Linked DNA regions of Ovis aries: region 2 is linked to region 1. Evidence: chromatin contacts called from public Hi-C data. All regions are on one chromosome and are shown on one strand. The core of a region is the stretch at or near the end of the contact, and the rest is flanking DNA. Distances in the headings are between cores, read along the strand shown. Region 1 has its middle 70 kb from the start of TRNAY-GUA. Region 2 holds the start of HEY1 (hes related family bHLH transcription factor with YRPW motif 1).

Region 1 (6,165 bases), core at 2,334-4,833:
CGTGCTGCGATTCATGGGGTTACAAAGAGTCGGACACGACCGAGCGACTGAACTGAACTAATGAATTCTGCCCCCTTGGGTAAAATCTCAGATCAGGAGATTCTGAAGGTCTCTTCTTCAGAATTTGGAACATCTATTAATTCCTTGTCATTTCTCACCTTCGCACTGATGACATCTTTGTCTCTATCTCCAGCCTTAGGCATTCAGTTGCCCATCAAACGTCCATACTTGGATTGCGCTCCCTCATCTCCCAGACAACTTGGATAAGAACACATTCTTTGTTTTAACTCCCCAAACCCGTTCTTCACACCGACTTCCCTGAATGTCTCAGTACAATTAGTTCTCTGTCATCTGGACTTGAGCCTTGGGGTTCAGCTTCAAGTCTTATAGCAAAGCACCAATCAGCCCTGTCAAGGCCAACCTTTCCCTCTGTATGCCCAAATTCCTCCCTCCCCCCATCATTTTGTGAGGAAGCACTGTTTTACAGGCAAGTTATTCTTCCCATTTGGACACAATATTTGGTGTTGTGTGTCAGAAAATGATGTTGAAAGAGTGAAGACACACTTCAGGGTGAAGGTTGTGGGCACAGGGGTTCCAGACAAGAAATCTTACTGGTAGAATGAAATCTTGTGTGATGCCACTTACCTGGGAAAAGGTGGACCACATCAATCTGTGGAAATGTGGAAGGTGCTCCTCTCACAGAGAACTCTAAGTTAATGTCTTGGTAGTTGCTCTGTATCATGTGTTTTTTAAAGATGCTTTTACCACATAGAGCAAGTTAAAAGGTGCGGATGTCAGGCGAGTGGTACCCAGAGCTATCAGCCCTTGGAGTGAGTGTGGTGTTCAGAGAAAAACATGAAGATGAGGGCAAGCTAGTTAGAAAAGGATTGGAGACTTGTGTTTCACAAGTGAGATTACTTTTCTGAGTACTTGCTCTGCATTTCCACTCTATTTTCCCTTCTTATTTAGTAAAGACTTTTATAGGCGTTGGTTTGCGTGAGTACTGCAAAGGGATAGAGCCCAGCACCCCTGGAATCAGCATGCCAGTTGTAGTGGGTGGGCTCAAGGCAAGGGACTAAGTCAGATCACCTACAGTACTTGGGAGGTGATGTAGCGTAAAGGCTGTGTAGCCAGACCCCTGTTCCACCACTAGCTGGTTGTATGAATTTTATCAAATTACTAGAAACTTCTATGTCTGTTTCCTCATCTGTAATATGACAATAATGATAAACACTCAATATGGTTGCTGGGAAGATGAAATATATTGATATACATGATGTGCTTAGAACAGTGCCTAGCATATAGTAAGTATTATATCAACCTCTCTTTTCCACCAGGAAACTCTACTTTGGGTACTAAATTTTGGAGGTTTTGCATTTTACTTTAAGGTAAATGACATGCTCATATTCTTCACGCATTGAAAAATTTCCTAACCTGCCATTTGCCACTTTGATCCAGATTCTCTAACCCATGTATTGTACCTTATCACCAGGATACTCTTCCTCAGGGCTCAATTTTAACATGACCTTGGATTCTCTCCATCTGTGAAGCATCAGCTTTCTCCTCCCCTTTGCTTTGTTCAGGGTGGTCTCATATACTGTCTTGTTCCTACCGCTTTGTTTTCATTAAGAATATTTCTTTGCCTGGAAGGTCTTTCATTCCCTTTCAACTCCTTCCCTCTTCCTTACCTCTCTTCCACAGACTCTACTGATTCTTTTGGACCTAAATTAATCTAGTACATTTCCCAGGAAGTATTCTATGGCCACCTTAGCTTTCAATTTATGGGGCATCTCCACGAGCTGGTTCACATGTACCTTGAACTCAACATGCTCAACCTGAAATCTTTATCCTTCATTCCTCCCATTCATTTTCTTACAGTTTTTCTTTTGTGGCTGCAAGCCAGGATTTCTATTGTGTAAAACCAGACTCTCCTTCCCTTCTGCCCACTCTACTGTTCTCACTTCCCATCATCGCTCAGTTTTACCTTGATCTCAGTCCATTAAGTCTATTTCCTAAGTCTGTGCCTTTGTACACTTACTTCTTTCTACCTGGAAGACCCTTCAGTCATGAGTCTATTTGGAAAACACTTTCAAGACTCTCCTGAAATGCCACCTTTTTGGTGATGTTTCTTCTAGTTCTCACACTTATCTTAAGCATTATTTATTTGTCTAATCTATCTACAATTTATCTTTTTATTTATCAATAATTATAGGTATGTGTAGATACTTATCTATCTACAAGTAGTTCGATCTTCAAAGTAATAACAAATACATTTATTACTGCTGCTGCTGCTAAGTTGCTTGTCGTGTCTGACTCTGTGCCACCCCATAGATGGCAGCCCACCAGGCTCCGCCGTCCCTGGGATGCTCCAGGCAAGAACACTGGAGTGGGTTGCCATTTCCTTCTCCAACATTTATTACTGCACAGACACATACACTACACTGAAAGTAAACCGTGTGTTTACAGGTCTACATCCCCTACCAGCCCGAGTTCCTCATGAGTGGGACTGTGGGTTATTCACATTCCTCTTGTTTAACACAATGCTTCATATGTTATAGGTGGTCCATTAATCTTCATTAAATAAATTAATAAACAGAGGGACTTCCCTGGTGGTCCAGTGGTGAAGACTCTGCGCTCCCAATGCAGGGGGTCTGAGTTCAGTCACTGGTCAGGGAACTAGATCCCTCAAACCACAACTAAGATCTGGCACCACCAGATATATAAATAAAAATATTTTAAAAAGGAATGGTGAATGGGACTCCTCACTCTCACTTTTTAAGAATCTGCAGGCCATGACTACAGATCCCACATACCGCAATGAAGATTGAAGAGCTGGCACAGCCAAATAAATATTTTTTAAATGAATAAATAGAATGACTCATACTCTTTACACCCAGAGTGAAAAGTCTGCAAGGGCAAGCACAGCGCCTTTTATATACACTCCTGTGCCTCATTCATGTTTGAACCTTAGCTGGTGACCAACAAATATGTACTGAGCATCTTCATTGGCCTCCACCATACAGAAATAGAATCTGTTTTACATTGTTATTAACAAACGTTTTTATGCGTGCATGCCAGGCCCTTATAATTACATCTAAGTTCCTTCAGGGTAAGGACAATATTTTACACATTGCTCTCCCCAGTGAGTCACGCAGTGCTGTTTAGTGTGCCTACTTGCGAACATGCTCAGGAGCTGAGTCGTGTCCAGCTCTTTGGGACCCTATGGACTGTAGCCCACCAGGCTCCTCTGTCCATGGGATTCTCTAAGCAGGAATACTGGAGCGGGTTGCCATTTCCTTCTCCAGGGGCTCTTCCCAATTCAGGGATCAAACCAGGGTCTCCTACACTGCAGGTGGATTCTTTACTGCTGAGCCACCAGGGAAGCCCTGCTGTATAATGGGTGTCTATTAATTGAATAACCAGGTAGCCAAGCCTGGATTCTTTCTTTCCAACTCGAATGGCTTTTTATTTCCCTGGAACAGTATGTGGTCTTTCCCGTGAATGCTGCCTAGTGAAGAAGTTGCTGAGACTTCTGGGACAAACTTCATTGGGCCAAGCAGGGGCTCTAAGCTTTTTATAAGGGCTCTGATGTGCTCTGACAGGAATAACATCTCTAGGTGTCTCAGACAACACACTCTTGAACGCACCTGACTGTTGGCTTCTGCCAGGAGATGGCAGCGCTCCAGGGCCTGTTCATTCTGGCTGACAGTGAGTGGAGTGAATTCTGGGCAGCCTGTCAGACTTGGGTGGCCATTTTCTATTCTGCCTCAACCAGCAGAGCACTCCTCTGCGCTTCTTATCTGCCAAGCAAAAATGATAATTGCTTCTCATCTACCTCAATGAGTTATGATGAGGCTAAACCAGACTATTCAGCGTGAAGGAAGCACGCCTTGGAAGTGCTTGAACAACATCAATGCGGAATACAAACCGGAACATTCCTTCTCTCCTGATATTAATACCTGCTGTGACCTAGTGTGGAGTGATGAAAATTATAAATGATTAGGAAGTAGAGATGTGTTCCATTAGATAAGGATAATTATAGAATTATTAATGTGAAATGCCTCTTTTTTCTTCCGTTTTAATACGTTTAATCCAATTACAATATTTGTCATCTTTGATGATTATACGTTTTATTAGTAATGTGAAAGGAGTGAATAGCATTTTATGTCCACTCCCTCTATTTTTAATAAATGAGACAGATAGCAGTAGGTCCCATACAAAATGAGTGTCTGGGTCAGAAGAGATGTTGTCACACGTGGTCAGATACTGCCCTCTGGTGGTCTAAAATGATCTCACATTTTCTCCAGAAAGCGAAACATACATCCTGAAGGGAAACATGTAATACATCCTAGCCTGAGGGATCTGAGGGCCCCTCTCTGTCTCTCCTCCCCATCACACACTTGCAACTTCTTTCTCTATTGTTCTCCCTACTACACCATGTTATTTACACCATCGTAACTGCCATATTGTAGTTTTTATTTTTATACATAAACATTCATAACTTTTCTAATTCCAATGTAACTTTGCCAAACACAGTTTTAAAGGTTAAGGAAACATTTATTGAGCGTCTACTCCATGTCAGGCATTTGTTACCACCTTTGATAAGAATCTTTGGACAATTTTATCTTACGCATCCCTTTATTCTAACAGAATATGAATCTGATTCTTTTCATGGCCATTTCCCCAAGATGTATGACGTACATTTTTACTTATTTGTTGTCAGTCTCCTCTCACAATCAGGTAAGATCCATGGAAACAAGAATCCCATCTGTCTGACTCAATATTGTGCAGTTAGCAGCTAGCCAAGTATCTGGCACTTAATAGTCCATCAACAGTGGAGTGAATGGATAAAACTGGAAGAAATAATTTTAGTTGCAATGTGTTGTTTTTATTTGTGTTTTATTTATTTTTATTTGTGTTTTTATTTTGTGTTTTATTTGTGTTGTTTCTGTGCTACATGGCGCAGAATGTGGGATCTTAGTTCCCCTACCAAGGATAGAACCAGGTCCCCTGCAGTGGAAGTGCAGAGTTTTAACCACTGGACTGTCAAGGAAGTCCTGATAATTGTTGATAGAAGCAAACATAGGGAGTTATAGAAGCTGAGAGGAGAGCCAGCCAATGTGGAGAAGTGGGAATGGATCAAGATGCGTTCAAGATAGGTTCCTAAGGAAACAGTGGACATGTGAGCTGCAGAGGGAGGAAGTTAAGCAAGCAGAGAGATCACCTGAGCAAAAGCACAAGGCTGAAGAACCACAGCTCTATGAGCTGTGATTATCAATTCAGTCATTTCAGAGGCACCATGGGTAGGACCATCAAGGATTGGGGGGACAACTGACAGCCATTGTCAGATCAGGAGATAGCTACATCTGTGTTTACTTTTTAAAATAACTTTTTTTATTATTATATTGGCCAGATCACAAGGCATGCGGGATCTTTGTTTCCCACAGGGATCAAACCTAGATCCCCTGCAATGAAAATATGGAGTCTTAACCACTGGACCACCAGGGAAGCCTCTACATTTGTTTTTCAGGCGGATTATCATCTGGATGGCCTTACAGCTGAGGACAAGGTTCTATTCATTTATATACACAGGGCTTGGTGTGCAGGAATCACTCTTTAAATATTGAATGCAGACACGAATCAGTAAGAACAAGGAGTAGGAGAAGGACGATCCTGAGGATGATTAATGCAAGTGGGAAATAACCGAAGAGAATGGGCACAGGTCCGTGTGTAGGAGAAAGAGCAAAAGCGGGAGAATGCACGTGACAGTTTTCTCAGATTGCATAAACGCCATGCTAGATCCTCAACGAACGTTCGCTGAATGAATCAGTGAACTGTAGCGCTCGTTACCAGAGAAATAGTGAGCTGAATCGCTTGCAGTGAAGTTCTACAGATTGTGCAAAGTTTCATTCCACGTTTATCATGTGCCAGGCACCGGGCCAGTTGAATTAATCATGTTCTACCCTGGGTTTCAGTTTGGTGGTGTTCTGCTCATTCTGTAGTGCCTTTGTTGAATATGCCATTTAAAGACTGAGATCATTGATTTGCTTAAGGCAAGCCACTCCAATATTCTTGCCTGGGAAACCCCATGGACAGAGGAGCCTAGCAGGCTGCAGTCCATGGGGTCGCAAGAGTCGGACATGACTGAGGGACTAAGCACTACCA
Region 2 (5,887 bases), core at 1,142-3,641, 81 kb before region 1:
GGCCAAGGCAGGAAAGGTTGACTCACTTGTAGATTCCAGAGGCTGGGAAAATTTACAGAACCACAGCAGGGTAGTGGACACACTGAGCAGGGAAAGAAACTGAAAGTCAGAGAAACTTCTGGAAGGCAGAGGGGAGTGGGTGGATGGTTTCCTATGCCTGGACCACCAGGTTCTGGGAGGGAAGCAGCCGGTAGCAATGACTTGCTAGACTTAAGACTGCGGAGGCTGAACTTCTGTGATTATAGCAGACCCTAGAGAGCTGTGTCACCTGAGCCAAGAGCTGAGAAAGGAAATAGTGGGGTTATCCACGGGGTTGGGGGCTGGGGTGGGGCAGAACAACTGAGAAGTGGCCTCCGGTGCAATACCAGGGCGCAAGGGTGCCTGATGGGCCAGCAACAATAAATCCCAGTTGGCTGATGGAGAGACCCAGCCTAGACAGGAAAGCAGAAAGAGGCACCTGGGAAGGACTGAGGGGCTTGAGGTGGTAGAGGTTTAGTGGAATACAAGGCTCAGTGAGAGTCAGGAAGTGTCTTACCTCGTGGGGGTGAGAGACTGAGAAACATCCGATCCCTATCAGGCTCAGGCCACTGTGTGGCGTCTGAAATGTAGGCATTGAGATCAATAAAGTAAGTCACTCAGTCGTGTCCGACTCTTTACGACCCCATGGACTGTAGCCTACCAGGTTTCTCCATCCATGGGATTTTCCAGGCAAGAATACTGGAGTGGGTTGCCATTTCCTTCTCCAGGAGATCTTCCCAACCCAGGGAAGGAACCCAGATCTCCCGCGTTGTAGGCAGACGCTTTACCGTCTGAGCCACCGCGGGTATAGAAACGGACAAGCAACTTGCAAAGGTGACAATGTTTCTGTCATGCTCAACAATATTTACCAGGCGTTCCATCACTGAAAGACTGCAGTCCCCAAGAGTGGACTTCAGAGGAACATGTACTGCTCTGCTCCTTTGTCAGGGGAGAGAGATGCCTGGATTCCTAAATTCAGAACAACCTCCTACAAATCAGGAAGCAGTCCGAGATATACAATATGTATTTGTAAAACATCTATCTCCTTGAGGCCTGGGAACTACACGTAGCACCCAGTACCCGCCACTCCACCCCCGAGGCAGGAGGTGTGCAGGGGGCGCGTGTGTGTCTGGTGGTCAGAGATGTGAATCTCAGCAGCGAGGGCGGCCCCAGACGCAAACGCTGAGTCCCGCCACCCTGTCGCCCGCTGACAGGATCTGGCCGCCAACGCCTGGAAAAAAAAAAAAAAAGAGCCCCAGCTGCCCCCCCACCCCCACCCCCGCCGCCGCCATCCGTCCACCCCTGCCCCCCCGCCCCAGCTGGCCCAGCAAACAAGCGCTCCATTTCCCCGGATCCCAGAGGCACAGGGGAATTTATTCCATCTCGGAGGCTGGGAAGCCCCTGCGGAAGCTAGTCCGTCTGCTAGTGAGTACACAGCTCCAAAACCCGAAAAAGAACATTTCCCGAAACCACATCTTCCCCTGTAAGCATCCGGGGCCCCGGGCTAGTGGCCACAGTGTACGGCGCCCCGGCGGCCGCTCTCCTGGCGCCCCGCACCCTCCGCCCGGCGTCCGGCGCGCCGCCTGGCCAGGTGCTTCGAACCCGGCTTCGCCTGCGGCGTGCGCCTCCCGCCGCCGGACACCGGCGGCCCGGCAGCCGAGATTTACCGCGGCGCAGGGCGGCGGCTTCCGGGGCTGCCCGGCGCCCAGGCTCCGATTACAGGTTCACACGGGGGGCCTGGCCCGCGGCCGCCCAGCCCCCGCCGGCGCGCCCTCACGCGGCCCCGCTCCCCCGCCTGCCCATTCTTCTCCATTCATGCGGACGCCCAGCGCCGCCGCCGCCGCCGCCAGCGCGGCCGCCGTCGCCGCCGTCGGTCGCCCGGATTGGCTGGCGGCCGCGGCGCCGGCACTTTCCCACGGCCCGCGGCGCGTGCGGCTCACCGGCGGCGCTGCAGGCGCGGCCCTGGCGTGCGGCCAGGCCAATCGGGGCGCGCGGGGCGGGGCGGGGCCGCGGCCGACGGCGGGCTGGTGTCCCGGCCCGGCCTCCCCCGCCTGCCCGCCGCCGGCCCTGCGCCGCCCGCGCCGCCTCCTTCCCCCCAGCGGAGGCCCGGTGGAGCCCCTGCGGAGCCGACACACCGCCGCCGGGCAGGGGCGGGCGGGGAGGGCGGGCCTGGGGTTCGCCCTCGGCCTCGGCCTCGCCCCCGCCCCTCTCCTGAGAGGCTGCCAATCAGAGGAGCGAGAAGCCGGATTGGCCGAGGGAAGGCTGTTGCCCGGGAGCCACCGCCCCGCCCCCCCGCCCCCTCGTCCACCCCCTCCACTCCCCCGCCCTCCCCTGGGCCCTGGGAAGGGGCGCAGCGTGGGAAAGGGATGGTTGAGTTTTAACCGGAGGCAGAGCGTGAGCCGGACCAGTGTGTGCGGAACGCGAGCAGTCGAGCGCGGAGAGGCGCCGCTGCAGTTAACTCCTCCCTGCCCGCCGCGCCGACCCTCCCCCAGATTCCCCGCTCAGCCAGCATGAAGCGAGCCCACCCTGAGTACAGCTCCTCGGATAGCGAGCTGGACGAGACCATCGAGGTGGAAAAGGAGAGTGCGGATGAGAATGGGTGAGTTGGCGGCGAGAGGCTAGCGTCGGCTGGCCTCGGTGACAGCGCACGAGGGCCCGGGGCACGCCGGCGCCCTGCACTGACCTCTGTGCATCTCCGGCAGGCCTCCGCCCCGGGTGAATGACCCGGAGGTGCTTTCAAGCCCAAGTTGCCTAAAAAATCTGAGTACGGGTAGGGCGTGGGGGCGACCTCTCAGATCACCTCCTCTCGCTTAACGGCGATTCCTGTTTTTTTTTTTCCCCCCACTCTTCATTTAGGAACTTGAGTTCAGCTTTAGGGTCCATGTCCCCAACTACATCTTCACAGATCTTGGCCAGGAAAAGACGGAGAGGCGTGAGTCTCTTTACAGTGCACCCTTTTTTTTGGGGAGGGGGGGTGTTTGTTTTATTAATTAACGGGAAGAACCACCTTTCTTCACTTTAGAATTTACAGTCGTAATGGAAATATCTCCCGTTGTTTTGCCTGCTTTCTCCAGATTATTGAGAAGCGCCGACGAGACCGGATCAATAACAGTTTGTCTGAGCTGAGGAGGCTGGTACCCAGTGCTTTTGAGAAGCAGGTAATGAAGAAAGTAGGTAGCTCTCTCGGTGTAGTTATCCACGCCTTCAGAATCCTTAGGCTCATTAATCTGAACCTCACCCGTGCCTTGGAAAATAACCGCGTTTGTGAGAAGGAAATAAATTCGTCCAGATTCCAACATGTTTTGCGAAGATAATTTATTTTGCTGTTGTCTATGCTTTTATGATTTGCAGAGCACATCTATGCGTATATATTTCAAGTTGTTCCCCAAAGGCAGTAGGTGCCAAATCAGGTTTTTGTTGTTGTTTCCTTCTCTAGGGGTCTGCCAAGCTAGAAAAAGCCGAGATCCTGCAGATGACGGTAGATCACCTGAAAATGCTACACACTGCAGGAGGGAAAGGTACGTCTCTAGTCCGGTGGGGCGTCTGAGTGTCTGGGGGCAGAGTGATCAGCTACCAACGGCTAGACGGCTAGGATTGGTGCAGTCGCTGCTTTATTTTTACTGTGCGCTTTGGGGGTGGAGAGAGAACGGTGTGTTGTGTGGGGGGTTGCCTGTCGGTGTGCTTTCACGTGCACATAGGTTTTCTCCAGTGAATTCATCACCCCAGCCCTCTGCAAATTAAGCGTATGCACCTTCTTTTGGAAAATACCTATTACGTGTGACAGCTAAAGTTGTGACAGCTCTGGTCTGGTAGCTCAAACCACATTTGTTTATTAACCTTTTGGAGAAAAAGCCTTTTTTTTTTTTTTTTAAATATGGTCTTAATTTCATATACAAGATTCTTAAAGAATAACCTGGCACATGACTCTTGAGGAAAGAAACCTGTTGTGATGAAGTAGAGAAAACCCCAAGGAAGGTGGGGGACCGAGGTCTGTGTGTCTGTCTCCAGCCGGAAAATGCTCTATTCTGGACCAAGTGCCTAAAAGCTCCGTGATGATAACTTACATCTGTGTGTCTAATGAATTTCACTACTCTGTGGTTTTTCTGTCCTTGAAGTGTTTTTTGTTGTTGTTGAGGGAAAACATTAAAGGAATGAACATAGTTTCATCTGCCGGTAGGGTATAATTCCAGTTTCTGCTTGGCAGTTTCTAATTGGGCTTTGAACTTGCATTAGCAAACACATACTTCTTATGTTGATTAATGCAAAGATTTTGGTCGATTCCCAAATATTTGGACTTTAAGAAGAGCCCGTGAATGCTTTTTTTTTTTTTTTTTTCTCCTTAAAGGATGTAGCTATTTGCCAGGAAGGGCTGCCTTTGGGATCGAAGAAATGAGGGAAATGAGCGAAGCTCTGAGGTTTCTCTTTTGTTCGTTTCCTCAGGCTATTTTGACGCGCACGCCCTTGCTATGGACTATCGGAGTTTGGGGTTTCGGGAATGCCTGGCCGAAGTCGCCCGTTACCTGAGCATCATTGAAGGACTGGATGCCTCGGACCCTCTTCGAGTTCGCCTGGTCTCACATCTGAACAACTATGCCTCCCAGCGGGAAGCGGCGAGCGGCGCCCACGCAGGCCTTGGACATATTCCCTGGGGGAGCGCCTTCGGACATCACCCGCACGTCGCGCACCCCCTGCTGCTGCCCCAGAGCACCCACGGGAACACTGGCACCTCGGCCTCACCCACGGAATCCCACCACCAGGGCAGGTTGGCCACAGCACATCCGGAGGCGTCCGCTTTGCGAGCGCCCCCTAGCGGCGGCCTTGGACCGGTGCTCCCGATGGTCACCTCCGCCTCCAAACTCTCTCCACCCCTGCTCTCCTCCGTGGCCTCCCTGTCGGCCTTCCCCTTCTCTTTCGGCTCCTTTCACTTACTGTCTCCCAATGCACTGAGCCCTTCGGCACCCACGCAGGCAGCAAACCTTGGCAAACCCTATAGACCTTGGGGGACGGAGATTGGAGCTTTTTAATGAACTGATGATGTAGAATGAGGGAGGGGAAAGCTTAAATTCCCAGCTGAGCTGGGCTGTTGCCAACATCACCTTAAAGTCATCGGTAAAATAAAAAGGAAAAAGGTACACTTTCAGATAAACTTTGTTGAAAGACGAAAGGTTTGTTGGTTTACTTTTTCTTTTTTAATGTTTTTTTTAATCATGTCATGTATTAGCAGTTTAAAAACTAGTTGTTAAATTTTGTTCCAAACATTAAATTGAAATAGTGAGTATAAACCCACAAATTGGTGATAGGTTTGTACTGTGCCTAATTTACTTTGTTAACCTAAGAAAGATCCCGTTTTTGTCCCAAAGTTTTGGGGATTTTAACATTTAGTATTTTGGGTCTGTTCTTCTCCTTGTATAGTTCCAGTCTCTTTTTAGAATTAATTTTCCAAACCACTGTGCTCAATGTTAACATGATGCTATTTTGTTAATATTTTGACAAGTAAGGTATTGTATAAATGATAGTCTTTGGGGGTGGGCTGTATTGAATTTTATATTTCTGAGTGAAGCGTTGACAAATCAGATGATCAGCTTTATCCAAGAAAGACTAGCTAATTCTCTGCCTCCTACAGCAGGGAGGTGAATGTACACACCATTAGGGGCCCTGAGTCTGAATGACCAGTCACTGTCGTCTGCCAGGATTCACAGTTCTGGCTTGGCTAGGAGAGGTCTGGGTTTGGAGTTGGTAGGGAAGGGACGGACGGCAGTTGCATAGAATATGTCTGCATTTATCAGTCTCAAGCAATGCAATGAATTTTTAATTTCACAGATCTCAAGTTCACAGATGTTAACATGGATAAGTGGTCATGGTGTGCAAG

The links. Hi-C and Micro-C count contacts between places; a contact is called where the count stands out from the background.
Region 2: a Hi-C map of mixed tissues shows a contact between it and region 1, with 4 times the contacts expected there. The contact joins the promoter of HEY1 here to the enhancer-like site in region 1. A contact is called at or near these places in 2 of 16 Hi-C or Micro-C datasets (hypothalamus and mixed tissues).

The regions. Positions count from the first base shown.
Region 1 is chr9:55,970,094-55,976,258 of ARS-UI_Ramb_v3.0, reverse strand. No RefSeq gene overlaps it. Among named protein-coding and RNA genes, the nearest start is that of TRNAY-GUA, 70 kb to the right of the region's middle. Within about 2 kb of position 3,583, at least 4 of the 54 cell types and tissues checked have an H3K27ac peak or open chromatin away from gene starts, as enhancers often do.
Region 2 is chr9:56,050,470-56,056,356 of ARS-UI_Ramb_v3.0, reverse strand. It overlaps HEY1 (hes related family bHLH transcription factor with YRPW motif 1), which reads left to right and starts at 2,391. Exons shown (of 5, transcript XM_042254355.2): 1 at 2,391-2,617; 2 at 2,875-2,950; 3 at 3,093-3,188; 4 at 3,455-3,536; 5 at 4,459-5,887. The coding sequence starts at 2,529. The coding sequence ends at 5,042.